Linked DNA regions of Mus musculus: region 1 is linked to region 2. A link is a contact called in public promoter capture Hi-C data. All regions are on one chromosome and are shown on one strand. Each heading gives the region's core, a stretch centred on a gene start, on an enhancer-like site or on the middle of the called end of the contact. The rest is flanking DNA. Distances are from core to core; before and after follow the strand shown.

Region 1 (3,913 bases), core at 312-2,811, 3.5 Mb after region 2:
AGGAGTTTTTCCTGATTCTGCTGCACACTGGGATTGGAGTTTCCTGTAAGGATCCCACCAGTCAGTGTGGCGTGCCATGACAGACCCTTGGAAAATAGATGCTGGTCCTAAGTGCCCCCATAGGACCGTCAGGGCCAGAGAGTTCTATGTATGGAAACAAAGCTGTCTGTGCGTACATGCTGCGCACTGAGTGTGTTTCTGAGATGGCTGATGCGTGGTAGCCACAGCCTGTTTTCCCACGCTGGTATCAAAGGCCTGCAGACTGCCAAAGGCTGCCTAGCCTCACTTTTCAGCCCTACTTGCCTTCCTTTCCCTCCTGATTTCCAAGCTAGATCTTTGGCTGGGCAGAATTGAAGCCAAAATTACTTGCATTTCCGCCTGAAATTAGTTAAATTTTCCCTATCTGTCTGCTTTAATGACTTCAATGGAGATTAATAAAAGCCAGATGACACACACATACTACAACCACCCCACAACCCCACCCACATCCTACCTTTGGAGGGCCCTACACAGGGTAAAATGTGATGTTTGAGCTCCAACCATCCCTTTTCTCCCCACACAAGCCGAGGCCCTGGACTCTGGCTGCTGGGGCCTACTGTCACAGAAGGAAGGCAGGCACCCAAACTCTCTTCCCATACACAAGCCACCATCCACCCGAAACGGCCTGCCTGAGAGGGGTCCTTCTGATACCGAGAGGCCATGACTTTAATTGGATACCAGCTGCTCTACCCTGAATTCCCCTGAGCTTCAATTTGTGTATAGTCCCCAGTCCCCCGCTGAACACAAGGCACTACCATCACTGCTCTCGTCCCTCTTGGCGGGAACTCAAAGGCCACAACTCCTGCCCTTCTTTCTTCTCCCAGGGCTCCAGGCCCAAGGCTACACTAGACCCTTCCCCCAAAGAAGCGGATCTTGAGCTCCGCTTGGCTTGAGGGGAACCTGCCAGCCTGTTCTGAAGAGCGGCTCCCACTCCCTTAGCCCTCGGAGACCAAGCCTTGACTGGCTTAGGGGTTCGTGAACAATGACTTCGAAGACAACTTTTTCTCTCCAGCACCTGAGGATAACTATAGGGATCATAGTTCAGGATCGAATCGGGCAGAGGCTTGCCTCCCCCGGCTCGTCTCCAGTCAAGAGTAGACGGGATGGGCTGGTGCGCAGAAGACGCGTAAAGTACCTTGAGTTGCTTGGTCTGTGAAGCCGGTGATTGTGTCCACACGCCCGTGCCCTGAAGCTGCCGCGACCGGAGCCCTCCCCGCCAGGCTCCTGTAAAGCGACATCATGAAGTGGTGTGGCACCACCGAGCCGTTCCTGAAGCCAGAACCCGCAGCGCGGCGCACAGCTCGGGGACCCGGAACCGCAGCGGCCTGGAGAGCTGAAGGGCCTGGAGCCCGGGCGAGGGTCCGCCCGCCGCCGCCGCCCCCGGGGCTCCAGGCTGGTCCAGCCCCCGCCGCTCGGAGCACCGCGGCAGCTTCTAGCCCGTCGCGGGGACGGCAAGCGCTCAGCAGCCAGAGACACAGCGCGGCGGCAGCGCTCAGGTCCATGGGCTCCTTGGGCCGGCCGGCCGCGCGACACGGGCTCCGTGGCTCCGGGAAGTCCCCCGACGCCTTTTGAACATAGTGTTTAATAATGGGGGAAGTGTGCGCAGCAAGCCGCTGCCCCCCTCCTCTCCCACCCCACCCCCGCCCAGCGCTCGGAGCAGCGCCCCCTGCTGAACGTTCAACCCGCAGCGCTGAGCCCCCCAACTCAGGCCTATCGCGCAGTGCAGGGTAGAAGTCGCCTCCCCTTGCTGTAGTGCCTGGTCCTTGTCCTTGCCAAGAGAAGGCCATCCGCCCGAGGCTCCTGCCACAACGCGGTGCCCCGCCTCCCCTCCCGAAGGTACTACGAGCCCCCACCCCCCTCCGCCCCAAGACCTCAGCGCACTCCTTGGCTGGAAGATGGGGCGTCTCGCGTACCCGCCCAGCTTCCTCCCGACTCCTCCATGGAGAAACACCGCCCTCCGCGTGATCTTGTGAGTGCTAGGGATGCCAGACCCGGGCCAAGTCAAGACTGGGCCCCTCCCATCCAGCTTTCTCGCCGTACGCCCCCTTGATGGATGCTCATTAGGGAGTTCCTAGGGATGCTTACGATACACATTTGGATGCCACCCTCTCCCGTCCACAGCCCTCTGAAGATAACAGTGGGAGGCCAGAGAAAGGGAGAGGATCTGTGATGAAGGATGAGTGGCTGGAGGGTACAGATGGGCACGGACCGGAAAAGCTTTGGGTGGGCATCTTGAGCCAAAGCAGGAGCTGAAATCTTAAAGGGTTTAATGAATTAGGAAGGCGGGGACCAGCGGAATCCTACTCAAATTAGGTCTCAGGGTTTGAATGTGCAAAGTAATTTGCCCGGGGAAAGGGGAGAGTGGGGCAGGTGACCACATTTCTTCAAGGTCTTCAGAGCAAAAGGCAAGAGTGCAACCACAAGCCCAGAGGCTGCGTTGCAAAGCCATGGAATAGCGCTCGGATGCCAGCATGGTTATAGCACTCTATGAGCATGGGTGGAAAGGGCCACCTCTGGTCTATGCCTGGGCGACTCTTGAGCATACAGACGCTGGGACTTTTGTTTGGCTAACTTCCTCCCCACTCCTGCTCTGAGGGGGGAAGGCGCCAGCATGTGTGTCGATTTAGTTCAGACAAACCCCAGAGCAAGAATGTCCAGAAAATAGACCAACTGTCCAAGGGATTTAAAAGCCTGGACCCCAAATCCATTACTTTAGCATTGTTCTGGATACCAAACTCAGAATCCACGCCCGGTCCGTGAGTCAGGTCAAGGTGCTATCTAAAAGCCTCTTCCTAATAAACTACATAGCCCAGGCTCCCGCGTTGGAGTCTTATACTCCCACCTCGCCCTCTGGATAGCAGGCACGCGTGCACCTGGACCACGGTCTGTGCTGCTGGCCTCCCTACTCAGGGCCTTCCTGCTGTTGCCAGATGGTGGGCATCTGGGATGACAACCTACCTTTGGTGGCCAGGTTGGGGAGCGGATGCAAAAGCCATAATTATGGGTTTCTTTCTTTCTTTGGGTGCCTGGAGGAAGTGGCTCTAGTAGGGTGGAGACTTCCTGGCGTAACTCCCTGCCCACCCATCCACCCCTGCCTACAGTGGCCAGCCAGGGGTCTCTTTGCTCAGAGGGACACTGGGTTCTGGTGGCCTTCTTTCCACAGACGCCACTCATGTCCAGACTTTGAGTTTTTCACAAATCAATTCTTTGTTTAGAAAACAGAGAGCCCTGGCCTGTCACCACCCTGGTTCCAGCCCTGGCTTTGGCCACTAACAGTCCTGGCCCTTCCGAGTCCCCTCCACTTGTCTTGGTTTCCGTTTCTCCGACTGTATAAAGGGAAGAGCAGAAGGGATCTGGCACTATGTTGGCCCAGTGGATGATAATGTTTCTTGATTACATGACACCCCTTCCCTTAGGCCACCTTGGAGCTGGACATTAGGACAGGTTAGTGATCCTTCCTGAAGTGGAGTCAAGGAAGCCACATAGCTTCTGTTTGAGACTAAACTTCCTGGTCCATGATGTGTGGCTTAGATGCAGCTTGGAGCAGAGGTGGTTCAGTCACTTGTTCCCATCCCACAAGATGTTCTGAGCATTAACAGAGTTCAGAAGAGAAGTAGGTTTTATGAGCTCACTGGAAGCTGCTGTTAGAGGAAAATAGAAGGGGGAGGGGGGCTCAGCCCAACCTGCCGGCTGTGGCTGCGTGTAAGACATGCTGTACTCTCGTCATTTGTACTTCTCGGTCCAGACCCATCCATCCACCCATCCATCTCCACTCATCTCTTCTTGTAGCAACTTCTTATTGCTAGGCACTCTTCCGGGTGTTGCGAATCCATCAATACTCAAGGCAAACTTGTGGAGAGCCAGGGTGTGCAGA
Region 2 (3,972 bases), core at 998-3,497:
TCTTTTCCACTCTTACCCATGCCTGGCTGCCGTGGGAATGGATTTATTGGGGGGGGGGGGGATGAGACAAAATACCAGGTGTTGGTGTAGTTATTCCCACCTCTGTGATAAGGTGGGGAACAGGGACTCAGGTAGGAGATGCACAAAGTAACACATGCTATTATAATTCCACTCACTACAGTCTTTCTATGCACGATGTAACACATGCTATTATAATTCCACTCACTACAGTCTTTCTATGCACGATGTAACACATGCTATTATAATTCCACTCACTACAGTCTTTCTATGCACGATGTAACACATGCTATTATAATTCCACTCACTACAGTCTTTCTATGCACGATGTAACACATGCTATTATAATTCCACTCACTACAGTCTTTCTATGGCCAGTGCTTCAGGTCCAACCGTACTTGCCTCCTGCGCTTGTAGTGATTTGTTATTTTCAGGCAAGGCCTCAATAGGTAGCCCAGGCTAGCCTTAAGCTCGAGCTTTCCCTGCTTCAAACTCCACGTGCTGGGGTTATAGGCACGCACAGCCACACCTATGTTTATCTTTACTCACATGTCCAGAGATATACCTTGAAACCTTATGAGTACCAATGCTTGCGTTTAACATGACTACCAATCTCTCTCCTTTGGAAGGTGCTGATCCTATTAGGAGAAGAATGTCAACTGCCCAGCTCTTGATGGTTGCTGGGCTCTCTGTGGCTTAATAGTAGGAGCTGTTGTTAGTTTTAGTGGGCCCTGTTTTTAAAACTACTTCTTTGTTTGTTTGGGTTTTTTTGTTTGTTTGTTTTTTGAGACAGAGTTTCTCGGTATAGCCCTGGTTATCCTGGAACTCACTTTGTAGACCAGGCTGGCCTTGAACTCAGAAATCTGCCTGCCTCTGCCTCCAGAGTGCTGGGATTAAAGGCGTGCGCCACCACGCCCAGCCTTTAAAACTACTTTTTAAATGAGGTAGTCGGATCACTAGTTTGCTCGATCTAGGGATAATGAGGTGGGTGGTAAGTGAAAGAAAGTAGGATTGTCACCCAGAAAACTGCCTTTGTACAAACAGCTTGCTTTAGGGAGCCTATAAATAAGTCTGCTACCTTGTGTACCAATTGGTAACTGTGTTCAGATAATTAATTCTCTAAACCCTCCCACGTATTTCTATACTTCATATTTATATGTTTCTATCAGAATGAGCAAAAACATGGCCACAGTATTAAGTCTTCACATAGGCCCACGGCTTTGTTTTCAGGGTAGACCTCTTCTCAGTATACCAAAAAAGCCTATGTAAGCTTGGACCTTCGACAGGTTTATGTTCCTAAAATCCTCTGTAGCATCATAGAAGGAGCCAGCTTTGGGAGTATATCCCATCAGTTTCGCAGCGATAAGGCTTCAGCATTCCTTTTGTGTTAAGCTATGTAAGTCTGTCACTTGCACTAGTATTTTACTGCAGCCTTCAGTCTTACCTGGTACAGAATGAGGGTGCACATTTGAAAGCATGCTCTTTCCTGATGGGAAGTGAAAGGGTGTGCTGTTTTAGATACTCAAAACATTAGGGCTAGGCAGGATGGAGAATAACAGGGTTAAGGCCTTTCTTCAGGCTGATAATCTTTTCCTTAGTACAAACGCCGGTGAAAACCTCCACGGAGCAGATTCTGCCTTTCTCTGCAAACAGCCCCCAACGTCTGCTGCTGGTTCTTGATAGAGTCTACCCGGCAACTTATATTCAAGTGGCTAATATGTGGGGGCTAACAGGAGCGCGGGCAAAATCGTCTTGGAGCTGCCCTAGTGAAGGAGGACCTCCGAGCAAACTCGGAAGTGGCCTCTCTTCCCATGTCCTGTAAAGCTGGTCTAAGGAAATAAAAAGATGCATGTGACGGGTTGTGTGCTCTGTTTGCGTGGACAGGGGCCGCGGGAACCGGGTGAGGGAGTTCGACGGTCAGGTGAAGCGCGACCTGAGGCCCAGGGCCCCGGGATCGGCCTTCCGAGCAAAGTTCAGATTGGGACCTCTGTTGGAAGCGCTGGCGAGCCGGGTTCCTCTCCGAGACCTGGGCGCGCTAAATCGCAGGCTCTGGGTCTGATCTCTCTCATGGACCCCGCCCCTCGCTCCTTAAGCCACACCCCCTCAAGCGGAACACCTCCCTTCCCTTGGCATTCGCCCCGCCCCTTCCGGTCCGCAATCCGGAAGCGTTCTGGAGCTTGCTAGTTCGCTTTCCGGCTTGAGAATGCGTTCTCTGTAGTGTGACTTGGAGCATCTTTTCTAGGAAGTAAACGCGTCCTAATTTGAGACGCGGACTTTCCGGCATTGCTGTAAAAGCTTCCGGCGCTACCTGGCTGTAAATACTCTGTATCTGACGCCGTGTCGCCCACGAAGGCGATCAGGTTTAGAAATATCCAGAGGGATCTTACGGTAACCTACATCAGCCCGCCAAGATGGCGATGCAAGCGGCTAAGAGGGCGAATGTGAGTACCCCGCTTTCTGCGTGACAGGGAAGCGATGTTGTTGCTTGACTGTTGCTGCGTGCCTGGGGAGCGTTTTTTGTCCCTCCGCCCATAGTTGGGGAAGCTTGTTATCAGTTCTGTCAAAGGAGGTTCTGTCCTGGGCTCGTCCTCAGGGGTGTGTTCTTTGAGCGACTTTTCGCCCCACCCCTATTGAGAGCCCCCTGGCATCAGTGACCTCGTAACGCCTAGGACCAGGCGTTAGGCTCTTCTGAGTCCAAAAAGACATACGGAGTAACTATTTGGTTCCTTGCCAGCTGGAGCCTGGGATTTTTCTCGAATGTAGAACTTTGGGAATCCTCTATTAATATTATGTAAGCACCTGCTTTGTCTCTTGTCTTACAAACGGGAAGCAATTCATCAGTTGGGTTTATTCAACACTACTGTGTAAAGGACTAGTCGGGCTTATGTTCTACTGTTGTCAGTGAGTGTTACCAAAACCTTTAAGGAAAAAAAAAAACATCTTTCAGGAAATTAAGAAGTGGTTAAAACTTAGAATCACACCAAAACAAAGACACATAATTGACCATTGGATATCCTGATGAAGATTTTGGGCAACCGCGATTATGTGAATCATTTCAGTGAATGAAAACTTAGTTCCTGTAAAATAAAAAGATGGTAGGAGTTAGGACAAAACTGTAGAGCTGATTCTATGATTTTTCTTATTAATAGAGAAATTGAATTGTTTTAAAGATACCTACAGTGCTTTTTATAGACCAACGAGAGTGAGCCAACATAATGGTAGAGACCTGATATGTAAGATTCCAGAGTAAAACTGGAATGTGGCTCAGTGATTGCCTAGTGGGCGTGAGTCTGGATTTGACTCCCAGCACCTCAAACCATGACAACCAAAAATAAGTAAAGAGGGGAGTGGTTGGTACACCAATAGAAGAAAAAAATGGTTGGATGGACATAGATGGATAAAGTTTACAATAGGAATATATAGTTACCATTTGATCATATCTGTTTTCTTCAAGAAGTGTGGAGCCCCGGGTCATATCCTATGTTGGCTGAGAAGAGTATAGAGCCTTTTCAAATTTTACAGGGGATGATGATGGTGAAGTTTTAGGAGAGAAGAGAGAGACATACACAGTGTTTTACACAGTGAAAAAGCAGATTTACTGGAGAAATATATTTGTGTGGCAGTTGTTGATTATCAAACTTGACCTGGAAATCTTAAACTTTTATAGTCTGTCTAATTATCACCACTACTCATTTGAAGGTAGGGATAAGCGTTTTTACTTTCATGTTTGTTTATTATTGTATGTGCACATGTAGAGGCCAGACGACAATTTGTGGGAGTCGGTTCTCTCCATGTGGATTCCAGGGATTGACAGCTCACCAGGCTTGCTGGCGAGGGCCAGCTCACCAGCCTGAGGGCAAATATCTTATCCTTTCATTCATATAATGCTTAGCTTCATACCAAAAGCCGTGTTGGTTTAATAAGTGATTACTGAAAATGTTTTGTCTGAGCTGG

What was found. Promoter capture Hi-C pulls out the DNA fragments that hold promoters and counts their contacts.
Region 1: a contact with region 2 is called in a promoter capture Hi-C map of cranial neural crest. The contact joins the promoter of Gdf7 here to the promoter of Sf3b6 in region 2.

Annotation. Positions count from the first base shown.
Region 1 is chr12:8,300,393-8,304,305 of GRCm38.p6, forward strand. It overlaps Gdf7 (growth differentiation factor 7), which reads right to left and starts at 1,562. Exons shown (of 2, transcript NM_001312876.1): 1 at 1,175-1,562. The coding sequence starts at 1,541. It also overlaps a transcript of Ldah not described here.
Region 2 is chr12:4,815,361-4,819,332 of GRCm38.p6, forward strand. Sf3b6 (splicing factor 3B, subunit 6) reads left to right here and starts at 2,248. Exons shown (of 4, transcript NM_025323.2): 1 at 2,248-2,459. The coding sequence starts at 2,430. It also overlaps the pseudogene Gm20348.